2 separate regions of the Cricetulus griseus genome follow, and region 2 is linked to region 1. Evidence: chromatin contacts called from public Micro-C data. All regions are on one chromosome and are shown on one strand. The core of a region is the stretch at or near the end of the contact, and the rest is flanking DNA. Distances in the headings are between cores, read along the strand shown. Region 1 holds the start of Faap20 (Fanconi anemia core complex-associated protein 20). Region 2 holds the start of Morn1 (MORN repeat-containing protein 1).

The links. A called contact is a pair of places that touch in the nucleus more often than the background predicts.
Region 2: a Micro-C map of the CHO-K1 cell line shows a contact between it and region 1, with 4 times the contacts expected there. The contact joins the promoter of Morn1 here to the promoter of Faap20 in region 1. A contact is called at or near these places in 7 of 8 Hi-C or Micro-C datasets (the CHK-Q cell line, the CHL-YN cell line, the CHO-K1 cell line and 2 more).

Annotation. Positions count from the first base shown.
Region 1 is chr2:1,061,318-1,067,027 of CriGri-PICRH-1.0, forward strand. Faap20 (Fanconi anemia core complex-associated protein 20) reads right to left here and starts at 2,533. Exons shown (of 5, transcript XR_004768080.1): 1 at 2,377-2,533; 2 at 1,744-1,888; 3 at 1,356-1,636.
Region 2 is chr2:1,230,442-1,236,151 of CriGri-PICRH-1.0, forward strand. Morn1 (MORN repeat-containing protein 1) reads right to left here and starts at 2,077. Exons shown (of 13, transcript XM_027398507.2): 1 at 1,832-2,077; 2 at 1,062-1,133. The coding sequence starts at 2,069. It overlaps Rer1 (protein RER1), which reads left to right and starts at 2,184. Exons shown (of 7, transcript XM_027398503.2): 1 at 2,184-2,323; 2 at 5,650-5,710. The coding sequence starts at 5,657.

The DNA of each region.
Region 1 (5,710 bases), core at 1,283-3,782:
TGCTCTACCTTGCTGATACCTACTTTGGAAAAATCAAGGCACTTTGCCAAGCCTTCCTACGGCCACTTGAAAGGTACCAATGGGCAGAGCTTCCGGCTTCAATGTTCAGGAGTCTTTTCTTAGACAACACAGACAAAAAGCCCTCCTGAAACAAGAAGGGAGTGGGAACCCTGGCAAGCTCTTATGGGCTCTGCGAGAACAAATTTCCCAAAAGGGTTCCCAACCCCAGCTTCTGCCCCTGGGTCTCTTCATAAGATAAGAAGATGGAGATGTCAACTTTACAAACCACTCACTACCACATAAATAGGACCCCACTTGGGGACAACCACAACCTGACTCAAGCCAGCCCACACTCAACACCCCTTTGTCTGAGCTATGTGGGTAGTAGAGATAGTTGTTGCTGAGGGCTGGGATTGGGGCTCCTCCCAAATTCATAAAGGCTCGATTCTGCTAAAAAGCTCGATTTTGGAGGCCGGGGAAATGGTTCCATTGATAAAGTACCTGCTGTGCAAAAATTACCCATGTAAAAGGCAAGTATGTATATGCAACCCAGGTCCTGGGGTGGCAGGAGAGATGGGGTGGGGTGGGGGATCCCTGGAGCTCATTGGCCAGCCAGCCTAGCCAAACCAGTGAGTTTCAGGTTCAGTGAGAGACTCTCTCAAATAATAAGGCGGGAAGTGATCAAGAAAAATGCTTGACCTGGCTTGCACACAAACAATAATAAGCACATTTTGTTTTGTTTTTTTGAGACAGGGCCTCTACATACCATCTAAAACATATGCCTAGCAACAGTGGGCTCAATTTCTACAAGTTTCTTAAGTAGCCAAAGCTAACCAAATGTGGTGGTGGTACATTCCTGAAACACCAGCACTTGGGAGGCCGAAGCAAGAGCATCACCAAGAGTCAGAAAAGGCTTGGAAGATGGCTCAGCAAGTAAAAGCACCTGTTGCCAATCCTCAACACCTAAATTCAATCCCTAGGACTCACACAGTTTAAAAGGCAAAAACAGACTTCAAGTTTTCCTCTGACTTCCACATGCAAGCATGCCATAGCACATATGTAAATATGTTTAATTTAAATATTAGCTAAATAAACCTGGTGGTGGAGGCCCACACAATTAATCCCAACACTGAGGAGTCAGAGGCCAGCAGATCTCTGTGAGTTTGAGGCCAGCCTGGTCTACAGAGCAAATTCCAGGACAGGCGAGGGGCTATACAGAGAAACCCTGTCTCAAAACAAAATAGTTTTAAAAAAAGGCCGGCGTCACATCCAGGCACTCTCTCAGCCTCCCAAGCAGGAAGGAGGTTTTACAAAGGGCTAAGTCTTGAGCCTGAGGTCAGGGGTGGCACACTCACGTGGGATCAAATGCCTTCTGGCACAATGGGCAGCTCAGCAACGCAGGTGGACTATGCACAGACACACACTCTTGGGTGCCAGGAGTCTGAGTAGAATCTGGTGCAGGACATGCTCTCAGGGGTGGAGTAGGTGACTCCAGGGAGCCTCCAGTCCCGTGGAACAACCGGTAAGAGTTTCCAGAGACACCAAGGGCAGGTGGAAAAGGCGTCCAGGAAAAGGTCTTGGATCCCACAGTAAAGACCTCAGGAGCCACAGTGGGCTCTGGGTCAGGCAGTGACTCCTGAAAAACAGATGCCCATGAGGTCATGGCCATCCACACCGTGACCTCCCCCAGAGCCTGAGAACACCCTCTCCCGGGCCATCGCCCTTTAGTGCTTCTGGACACACCTGGCTGGGAAAAGCAGGCAGTGGTGGCAATGGCTGACTGTTCGGGGTCAAATCCACGTTCCAGCTCACACTGCTCCGCAGCAGAGCAGCCCAGGGCTCGCTCTTACTGCCTTCCAAGAGAAACCAGGGGCGGCAGTTGGGGGCCCTGAGGAGCACAAGAGGTATCAGCCAGGGGATCCATGGCGCAGGGTCCCGAGAAAGGGGTTCCACAAGGGAGGTCACGAGGGGTTCTACAGTGAGGGGTAGGAAGACTTGGGTGGGCGGGGGCAGCAGGAGTAGACAGTGGGGTATTGAGGGAGAGAGTCCCAAGTGGGGGATCAGGGGTGCGGTTGACGTGGGAGGGTAAGTGGACTCTAAGGGAAACGGAGCCTGGGGCTGCGCAGGGAGAGGCCAGATAGGCTACGGAAAGAGGGGTGGCGGGGGTGGGGGAAACCGCAGGGTTGGGGCGGAAGAAGCGACCGCGCCCGGAGAAAGGCGGAGCGTGGCTGGTGGCAGGCCTCACGGTTGCGGGGTGCAAGCGTGCAAGGAACCCCGCAAACCGTTACCTACACGGGAAAGTCGCGGCACCCCCATTGTCCCCACCGCCTACCCAAACCCCCTGCACCCCCACCCTCTCCGCCCCACCCGCCTCACCCGCCCCCTGCGGGCGGCCTGCGGCGGCTCAGCCTCCCCCGCAGCCTCTGCTCCTCCTCCATCCTTCTCCCAAGAGCCTCCGGCGGAAGTGAGACGTACAACTCGACCCGCCCTCCGGCCCGGACCAGCTCCCGCGGCCTCCAGACCCCCACTACCCACTGTGCCAAGTGCCATCTCCCCTTTGTGACACTTGGACACTAAGGCGCAGGGATCCTAGTCTTTGGGGACCCTAGGCTACCGCCTTGAGGGACAGGCGGGACAGGGTGGAGCTGCCCTCCAGCTTGCAGGGATGCGAGGCTGGTCCCAGCCGAGTCTGTGCAGGCAGCTCTGGAGCCTGTGTTCCCTTGTGTTAAACACGTGCGGACAGCTAGCTGTCAGGCCTGCCCCAGCAATGCCACCTCCCAGCGGCACTAGACAATGCCCTCCCTGCCTCAGTTTCCAGTTCTGCAGCCTTTCCAGGGTGGCCCCACGGACAGGACTTCCAGATGCAACTTTACCACCATTTTAGTCCTATAGGGGGAACTGGGTTTCTCCACGAAAGAGAGAGGCAACGAAGCCGCGAAGCCCAGGGTACGAAGCACAGAAACCCTAGCTTCCTATCTAGCCAACAAACCCGCCCTGCAATCCCGCAGCCCGTCACTTGGTGGCAGCAGACGCCCAGGCACTTTAGTATATGCAGTGGCGTTCGCTAGTGGCTTTCTATTTCTCCACAGCCCCCAGGGGTCAGGGCTGTTCCAAAAGCCCGTCCTGCAACCATCTGACTCCCTGACCCCTCTTCCTAGGTCCTCCTCCCGTCCCAACCTTGCCTCCCCATCCCTAGACGAGGTCACCCCCACCGTGTGTGGTCCAACCTGCAATTTGTGTCCAGGCCAGTGTCTGGGGAAGGATTCTGGACTTTTCTCTCTGCAGACTTGAAGAGGTTGAAAAGTTGAATCTCCAAAGTATCCTAGAGTACACACCAGGGTCTGTTGGGCATTGAGGTCTTTTGGAGAGTAGCCATCTTGGGAACCTGCCTCTACTAGGCTGAAGAACCCAGAGTGGTAGCCAAAGGTGCAGCCAATGCAGGAGCTGCCAGGGTCGGGTAGTCTCATGCTGTACATCAGTGGTGACCTGGGACTGGGCCACCCAAGTTGGAAGGCAGCTGTGATGAGTCCCAGGTCTAAGAAGAGCCTGCTGATGGAACACTCCCAGTCGGCCTGTCCCTGGTCCCCACTGGGCTGGCTCCTGGGCTTTTGATGAAAGTATCACTGTACTTTTGCAGGGGACCTTGAGGACTCTAGGAGGTCTGGCACCGACATCCAAGCAGGAGGAAAGTCCTGAAGAGGGTGACCAGCCAAGTGCCGAAAGGGCCCTGTGTGGGGAAGAAAGCACAGCTCAGCCACACCCTAAAACCAGAGCACAGAGGCCTTCCTGAGATCTCTAGCATACCAGCCTCTCCTGAACCCCTAATCTACAGAGCTCGGATACCCCGACTGCCTACACAGGTGCTATAGCCAGTTGGCTCCAGAGGGTCAGAATGAGGCAGAGCCAGAGCCTGTGTGACTAGGCAGACTTGCCCCAAAGCTGTGGGCTCCTGAAGGAGTTCTCTCACCAAGTTCTCTGAGGCTAAGGAGGTGCATGCTCTTAGGGCCCAGAAAGCAAGGATACTCCATTATCTTTTGGCCTTGGCCACTTCAGTGGACTTTTGGCTGTCAGAAGAAAGGCCCTGACCCCAGGACAGTCTGCACCAGCTGCAGAACACAGATCCTCCAGGCTTAGGACTCTAAAGCAAGAACAAATGCTGTTCTTCTGGGACTTTCCTTTGTTCCCAGGGTTGTCTCTCTTCCCTCCTTGCCACCAGGGAGGGGGCCAGGCCAGAGGTTTTGTGGCCTGCAGCCTGGAATCTTCCACAGAAAATAGAGTTGAGGAAGATCCTGCTGCTCTACGCCAAGCCAGTGAAGCTCGGTCGCCATCTCTCCTGTCAACCACAGTCTCTACAGCTTAGGTTCACCTGGGGACTACAGGATCCAGCAGCCATCTGTAAAATTTTTTTAAGTTTTTTTTTTAATGTGTATCATTGTTTTGCCTTCATGTATGTATTTGTGCCAAGTGTGGCTGGTGCCCACAGAAGATGGAAGGAGGTCTTGAATACCCTAGAACTTGGGTTAGCTGTGAGCTACCGTGTGGGTGCTGGGAAATGAGCCCTGGTTCTTTGCAAGAGCAGCCAGTGCTTTTAACCACTGAGTCATCTCTCTAGACCCAATCCAACCACTTTTAGAACCTGAAGAGATAGAAATAGGGGTGATGGGCAACCCCAGCAAACCTACCTTGTCCCAGCTGTCTGCAAATATTAACACAAGCTTCAAAAAGTTGAATTTGGGTGGTAGTGGTTCACGCCTTTAATCCCAGCACTCTGGAGGCAGAGGCTGGTGGATCTCTGTGAGTTGGGCAATAGCCTGGTCTATACAGTGAGTTCTAGGACAGCCAGAGCTGTGTAGAAAGACCCTGCCTCAATAGGTAAAACAAACCAACAGTTGGATTTGGGCTGGGGAGATGGCACATTGGATCAGGACCTGAGTTCAGTTCTCAAGACCCAGGGGACGCCAGGCATGACAGTACAAGTACACAATCCCAGTGTTGCTGTGAGATCGGAGGCAGGGACAGAAGCTTTCGGACCAGCTTGCCTTGTGTGCACAGTGCCAAACAAGATGCTGTCTCAAGCAAGGTGGAAGGCGAGGACCAACAGCAGAGGTTGCCCTCTGATTTCCACACCAGCGTTATGGTGTGTGTGCCTACCACCCTCACAGCACAGAGGGGAAGGTTGTTTTTAATTGATCAAAAAGTAAAAGTTGAACTTGGTGAAAAGATCCACACTCCTGGAGCCCTGTCCTGTGGTGACGAAGAATCAACTTCATTGAAAAATAATTTCTGGTTAGGATTGACCCTTGCGCTGTAGAAACAACTTTGTTTTGAGGCATAATTCACATTTACAAAAGGGTGTTTCAGACCTTTGGAGGAGACACAGGGAGGAAGCAGAAAATGTTCCAGTATGGGAGGCAATGAGGCCTCTGCATCCACAGAGGGCCCCAGGTTGGGGGCCACCTCCTTTTCTTGGGCTTTGTCCACCATTACACCATATTTTTTTTTTTTAGAGGAAGAGTCCAAACTCTACCCTCCAAAGCTAGTGTCGGAAATGAAGAGGGCCTGCCAGCCAGGTTGGTGTCTCAGCAAGCTGTTTTCTCAGGGTGCCCTTGACAGGGCTGTTCCCAGGCATGGTCTCTGCCACCAACAGGGGCCCATCGGCTGCTGGACTAGGTAAATCTGTCCATCGGGTCCCAGTCTTCAGCTATTGGGG
Region 2 (5,710 bases), core at 827-3,326, 170 kb after region 1:
TGAGTTTAATTCCCAGCAACCACATGGTGGCTCACAACCATCCGTTATGAGATCTGGTGCCCTCTTCTGGTGTGCAGATATACATGGAAGCAGAATGTTTGTATACATGATAAATAAATAAAATCTTAAAAAAAAAAAATATGGTCATTTCTTCTCCTTTTTTCTGTGTAGTCCTGGCTGTCCTGTAAATTGCTCTGTAGACAAGGCCAACGGCTGGCTATTTTTCCTTTCTTCTTTCCTTTTTTTTTTTTTTTGGTTTGATTTTTGAAATAGGGTTTCTTTGTGTAGCTCTGGCTGTCTTGGTACTAGCTCTTTAGATCAGGCTGGCCAGGAACTCACAGATACACCTGCCTCTGTCTCTGTCTCCTGAGTGCAGGGCTTAAAGGCACACACCACTACTATCTTGCCATTTTTTATGATTGGAAACAAACCATAATGCCTTGCCTGTATGTAACTCTAACTTGGGAACATATAATAGACCATCCATGCTAAAGAAGATAATAGGAGGCAGCCTGATGAGTACACAATTGCTTTCCTCGGGAACCAAGAGATTCAATGTCTCATAGCAAAATCTACATATCGTCTGGCTCTTGTCTGGTGGTTTTCTATAAACTGTAATGCTGCCACAGACACGATGGAAAGAACAGGGATTGATTTTTCTCTCCCTTGTTTACCAATTTTGTTTCTTAATTTCTTTTGGAATACAGAGAAACTCAGGCTGAAGATTAGGAGCCTGGATGTCCAATAACAAGCACACAGCTTGCCAGGATGGTGTGTGACACACACACGCACACAAACACACACAGAGGGACTTACATCCATCGCCCTACTCTATTCCTGTCACCAACAGTTCCATCACCCACCAGCATATAATAAGCTCTAAGCATACAGGAACTTGTCTTACACTGATTCCTTCATGACTGGGGCAAAGTGGTACCAGTGTGCAGGCACAGTATTGTCCCATGCTTGGTGCAAGACCACCGCCTGTCTGCCCAAGCTTCTCAGAAAACTGGCTTTGAGTTGCAAGGCTATGGCTTCTGGAATGACCAGGAGCTTCTTACCATGTTTCTTTCCTCCCTTCCATTCTCCTTCATAACGGAAGAAAGAATTTGGGTATACATATACGCCATAGCCTGTATGTGGAAAGAAGATGAACAGGGTGACCGTGTGGCATCAACAGACAGAGACGGGGCAGCTCGAGGTCTGCAGCGGTCCGCAGGTCATTTCTAGTCTCTCAACCCTTTCAACATGACAGCATGCGTCACCTTAACTAATTGCTCAAGATGTATGGGGCTCAGTTTCTGCTTAGTGTTGGTCCCGGCCCCCTTTTCCTTGGGTTCTGCTACATGGACGTGCGCCAAGGATAAGGTAGGGCGGGCGAGACGAGGGCTAGGACAAAAACTGATTGCCGGCCTTAGGCGGTGGTGAGGACGGAGAAGCCTTGGTGAAGATACGGAGAGGAGCTCAGACCTCCACCGTCCTCTTGTCCCCACGGAACAAAAATCCTCACGTTCCCCTAGGGACCCCTGGCTAGCCTCATCTGCATCATTCAGCTCTGAGACACCACGCCCAACTCCCACCTCTCCGTCCCTGGATGGACAGACAAGCCCACTGCGTTCTCACCTGCAAGTCACAGCCTGGGGCGGGGACCCCGTTTCTCCCGTTTTTAGGACAATGTGTCCATCGGACTGCATCGGGCGGACCCGCGTTCCCAGGCCGTGCGCGTTCACCCCGCCCAGCCTGACCTCGGCTCTACCCGCCCCTCCTAACGCACGCGATCGGGGCCCGTCTGGACAGCGGGCTTCATCCAGAGGGGATACGCAGCTCGTACCGTCTCGCGGCGGCCGTCTCTGTGAGCTCCGCGGCGGCTGGGGCGAAGCCACGGTCCGACCGCCAGCCGCCGCCATCTTACCGCCAAGGGTTTCCGAGCAACCACAAAGCCGCTGGCTATTGGCTTCCGGTTGCCACGGGGCGTGGCCAGGCTGTGTCTTGGCGACCGAAACATCAGAAGCGGCGGCTTCCGGTCCGGGAGCCTGGGGACACCAAGGCGCCTGCGCGGCCCGGTGCATTTCCGCCAGCCCTGTCCTTCCGCCGGGAAGCACTCCCGCCAACGGCCTCGGCGACCACACAGGAAGCGGAAATGGTTGGAGCTTGGGCCCCGCCCCGCGGCCATCTTGGCGGCTGGAGGCGGCGCCGCAGGACGGGACGGAAGTGCCTGTGCAGCCTCCCGGATCCCGAGCCGAGCTCTGGCGGCCGCCCTGCCCGCCATCCTCCGCCCGCAGCCGTGAGGGAGACCGCGGCTCGGCTGCAGCGGAGCTGCGAGGTGCTGGGGGTGGGCTGGTGGCGCGAACTTGGCCGGGCGGCGCATCACCGCCTTCCCCGGGACTGTCAAGGCCGCGGGCGGGCGGGCGGGGCCGGGCAGTGCCTGTGAGCCTGGCGAGGGGTGGCCACAGGGCCGGCCCATCTCCGGGAGGGGTCCGCGAGGGATCTGGCGAGTGCTGCCGCCCGCACAGCTCGGGGAGCCCGGGGCGGGCATGTGTGAAGCCTCCTCTTGCTGCCCCACCACCGTGTTCGGTTTCGGGGCACACGTGTAGAAACTAACCCTGACGGGGTGCTGTTTAAATGACTATAGATTATAGGGTGACATTAAGGTAGTAGGACGCCCCCCCCCCCGGCTCTCTAGGCTGTACCTTCAGCATCGTGCTAATAAGGCGACGTTGTCTTCCTTGTGAGGATATCAGTGCTTAGTGTTCACACTAAGAACACCCAGTGGCATTTCTCCCTTGACTCTCAGGAATAGAGACGAGTTGGAACTGCTTTCGTGTGTGTGTGTGTGTGTGTGTGTGTGTGTGTGTGTGTGTGTGTGTGTTGAGTTTTCAACTCACAGTACTATGGAATTCCCGAATAAGTAAGTGCTCAAAAGAACATCAGTGATCCCTTGGGTCCTGCTGTGTGGGTTGGGGGATTGGCTGCAGGGGAGGTAGAGTGAAAAAGGCCTGAGGGAGATCCTAGATGATCATCCTCAAAGGTGGGAGGGACCCAGGCTGGGAAGAGCTCATAGGCCAGGTATGGAAGGACTGTTCAAAGAGGGAACAACTCTTGGAGCATGCAGGTGCTATGCCTTGGTCAGGAGGCAGTGACTCCCTGATGCTATACAGAGAGCTTTCCCCTCTCTGCAGTATTCTTAACTTTGGAGTGGTGGAGTGCAGAAACTAGCCAAATAATGGGCTCTAGAACAAGGCGCTGGGAGAATGTTCTGTGTGTAGTACTGGTCTTTCTTAGAACAATTTTTCTTGCCTTTTTGTGACTGAACATAGAGCAGTTTTAGTGAGTATTTGACAAGGGCTGCAGGTTGTGATGCCCATCCAAAAACTAGACAGGCTCCCTCAGGGAGCTTGCGTTCTGATGGTAGGAAGTTGAGAGATTACTAGAAAAGAATTGGAAAACAGTTGTTTTTTATTGTTGTTTGTTTTGTTTTGGTTTTGGTTTTTTGAGACTGGGTTTCTCTGTAGCTTTGGAGGCTGTCCAAGAACTGGCTCTGTAGACCAGGCTGGCCTTGAATTCAGAGATCCACCTGCCTCTGCCTCCCAAAGTGCTGGGATTAAAGGTGAGCGCCACCACTGCCCAGCTTGGGAAACAGTTGTTAAAGGAAATAGAAACAGTGATGTGACAGGGAACTGGCGGTCAGTTTGGACAGCTTGAAGGGCCTCTCTGACCTTCTGTTTGAGTGACTAGAAGAGGACTGCAACTAGAACAGCTGGTACAAGGGCCTCCCTAATCCAGAACAAGTCTGACTTGTCGAGGGGCTGATACTTTTTGGAGCAGGTCTCTGAAGCTTTGACACAGGCTGCCATTAGATCCATCCTCTTAAGAACCCTTCGAGGAAGGCAGTGAGGATCTCATCCCATTTTCCAGATCTGAGCCCCAGGCATTCTTCATTAGCCTTCCCAGATCACACCACTCGGAAGTGCAGTGTTGGATCTGAAGCACACAGTGGGACTCCAAAGGTCACATTCTTAATCTTGGATGCTGCCTCTCACAGATTGTTATTGGCAGTGAGTTTAATCAAGATGTAGATCAATGTTTGTTTTATTAATCAAAACTTGACTAATGTGTTTTTGGTAAGTTTCCTAGTATCATCTGACATAGCTTTAAGCTGTCAGCTCAGCTTAGAGTACATACTTTAAAGGAATAGCTCTGTCTTGTCTTTTCTTTGAAATGGTCTCATTATATAGATAAGCTGGTCTGGAACTATGTAGACCAGGTGGACCTCAAACTTACCTGCCTCTCTGCCTCCTGAGTACTGGAATTAAAGTTGTGCAGCACCAGGCCTAGCATTTTCTTTTCAATATTACTCTTGTCTCAGTTTAAGCAAATGTGTTTTAGTGGTAAACACTGTAAAGTAAGGGAACATTTGCGTGTACCAGAGGGTGAAGAATATGCCTAAGACAGCCTTCTGTAGGCTGGGTTTTAGCCTAAGGGGGATGGCCATAGCCACTCTAGGTAGTACATTCTAATGTGGCCTCTATTAAATGTGGAATCCCTCATAAAGTTTAAAAATGTGCCCCCAGAAAGGAAAGCCATAGCTAGGTTTTTCAGTTAAATTGTGTACGTTTAGTTTATGCAACATACCAGAGATCAAAGGGCATTCTCAGTCTCTTGGACAGCTCCAAGTACTGTGCTCAGTGGATCCAGGAAATGGAGGCACATTCACAGCTCTTCATGCAGACTTGAGTCTGGCCTGTGTGGCTTTGGAGAAGACTTAAGATTTATGAGGCCACTGACATCTTTCTTCCTAAGGATTTCTCCAGTGTTCAGGTAGAGGATAGGCTGGAAGTGCTGGACTTGCAGTCCTGTTGCCCTACTGTGAGCCTGATCTTGCCGACTTTGGGAGCTGAGACCAAGCTCAAGACTTGCTGCAGACTGAAGTCTGCCTGTATGTCTAGTTTTTAATAAGGAGAGCATCATTTTACACATGATGAACCTGAGGCTGATTGTAGCAGCCAGAGAGTCTGCTGAAGGCCTCTCAGCTGCTCACCACAGGTAGATTTAAGTCATACTTGAATCACAGTTTGTTTCTTCACTTCAGTCTTTGTAGCAGAAGAAACTGGAACAGGTTTTATGCACAGATTTGAGAGGACCAGGACCGTACGATTTTTCCTTCACACCTTTCGAGTAGGATAGATGACGAAGGCCCTATCACTTAGCAGCTTCCCTGAGTCCATATCTGAAGAGCTGGGTGTCAGGCTGGGCCTGAGCTGCTGCCTGGCTTTGGTCTGCTGGAGATTTGTCCTCTGTGAAATTGAGGGTAGTGATGATCTGCTCAGCTGTCTAGGTTCTGTGGTGAATTCTGCCTGGGGTCCCAGCAGCATGTTGAAATGGCTAGGAGCAGATAGGGTTACCTTTAGTTGCCAGATAAGACACAGGGGCAAGGATAGATGGGCTGCCTGCTAGCCTTGTTGATAGGGAGAGGACCTGGCTCTGGGAGTATAGATCCAGAGCAGAACATGGGGAAGACAGGATGTTTGGTGAAGACCCAAAGAAATGCTTTGGATGAAATGTCAAGTCTTGACAGACTGGTCAGTAGAGGGGAACACTTTGACAACCCCAAATACTTTTTATTTTTAAAGTGTCTTGTATTTATCTCAGTTACAGAATGTCTGAAGGGGACCGTGTTGGAGACTCTGTCCATGGGAAGCCCTCAGTGGTG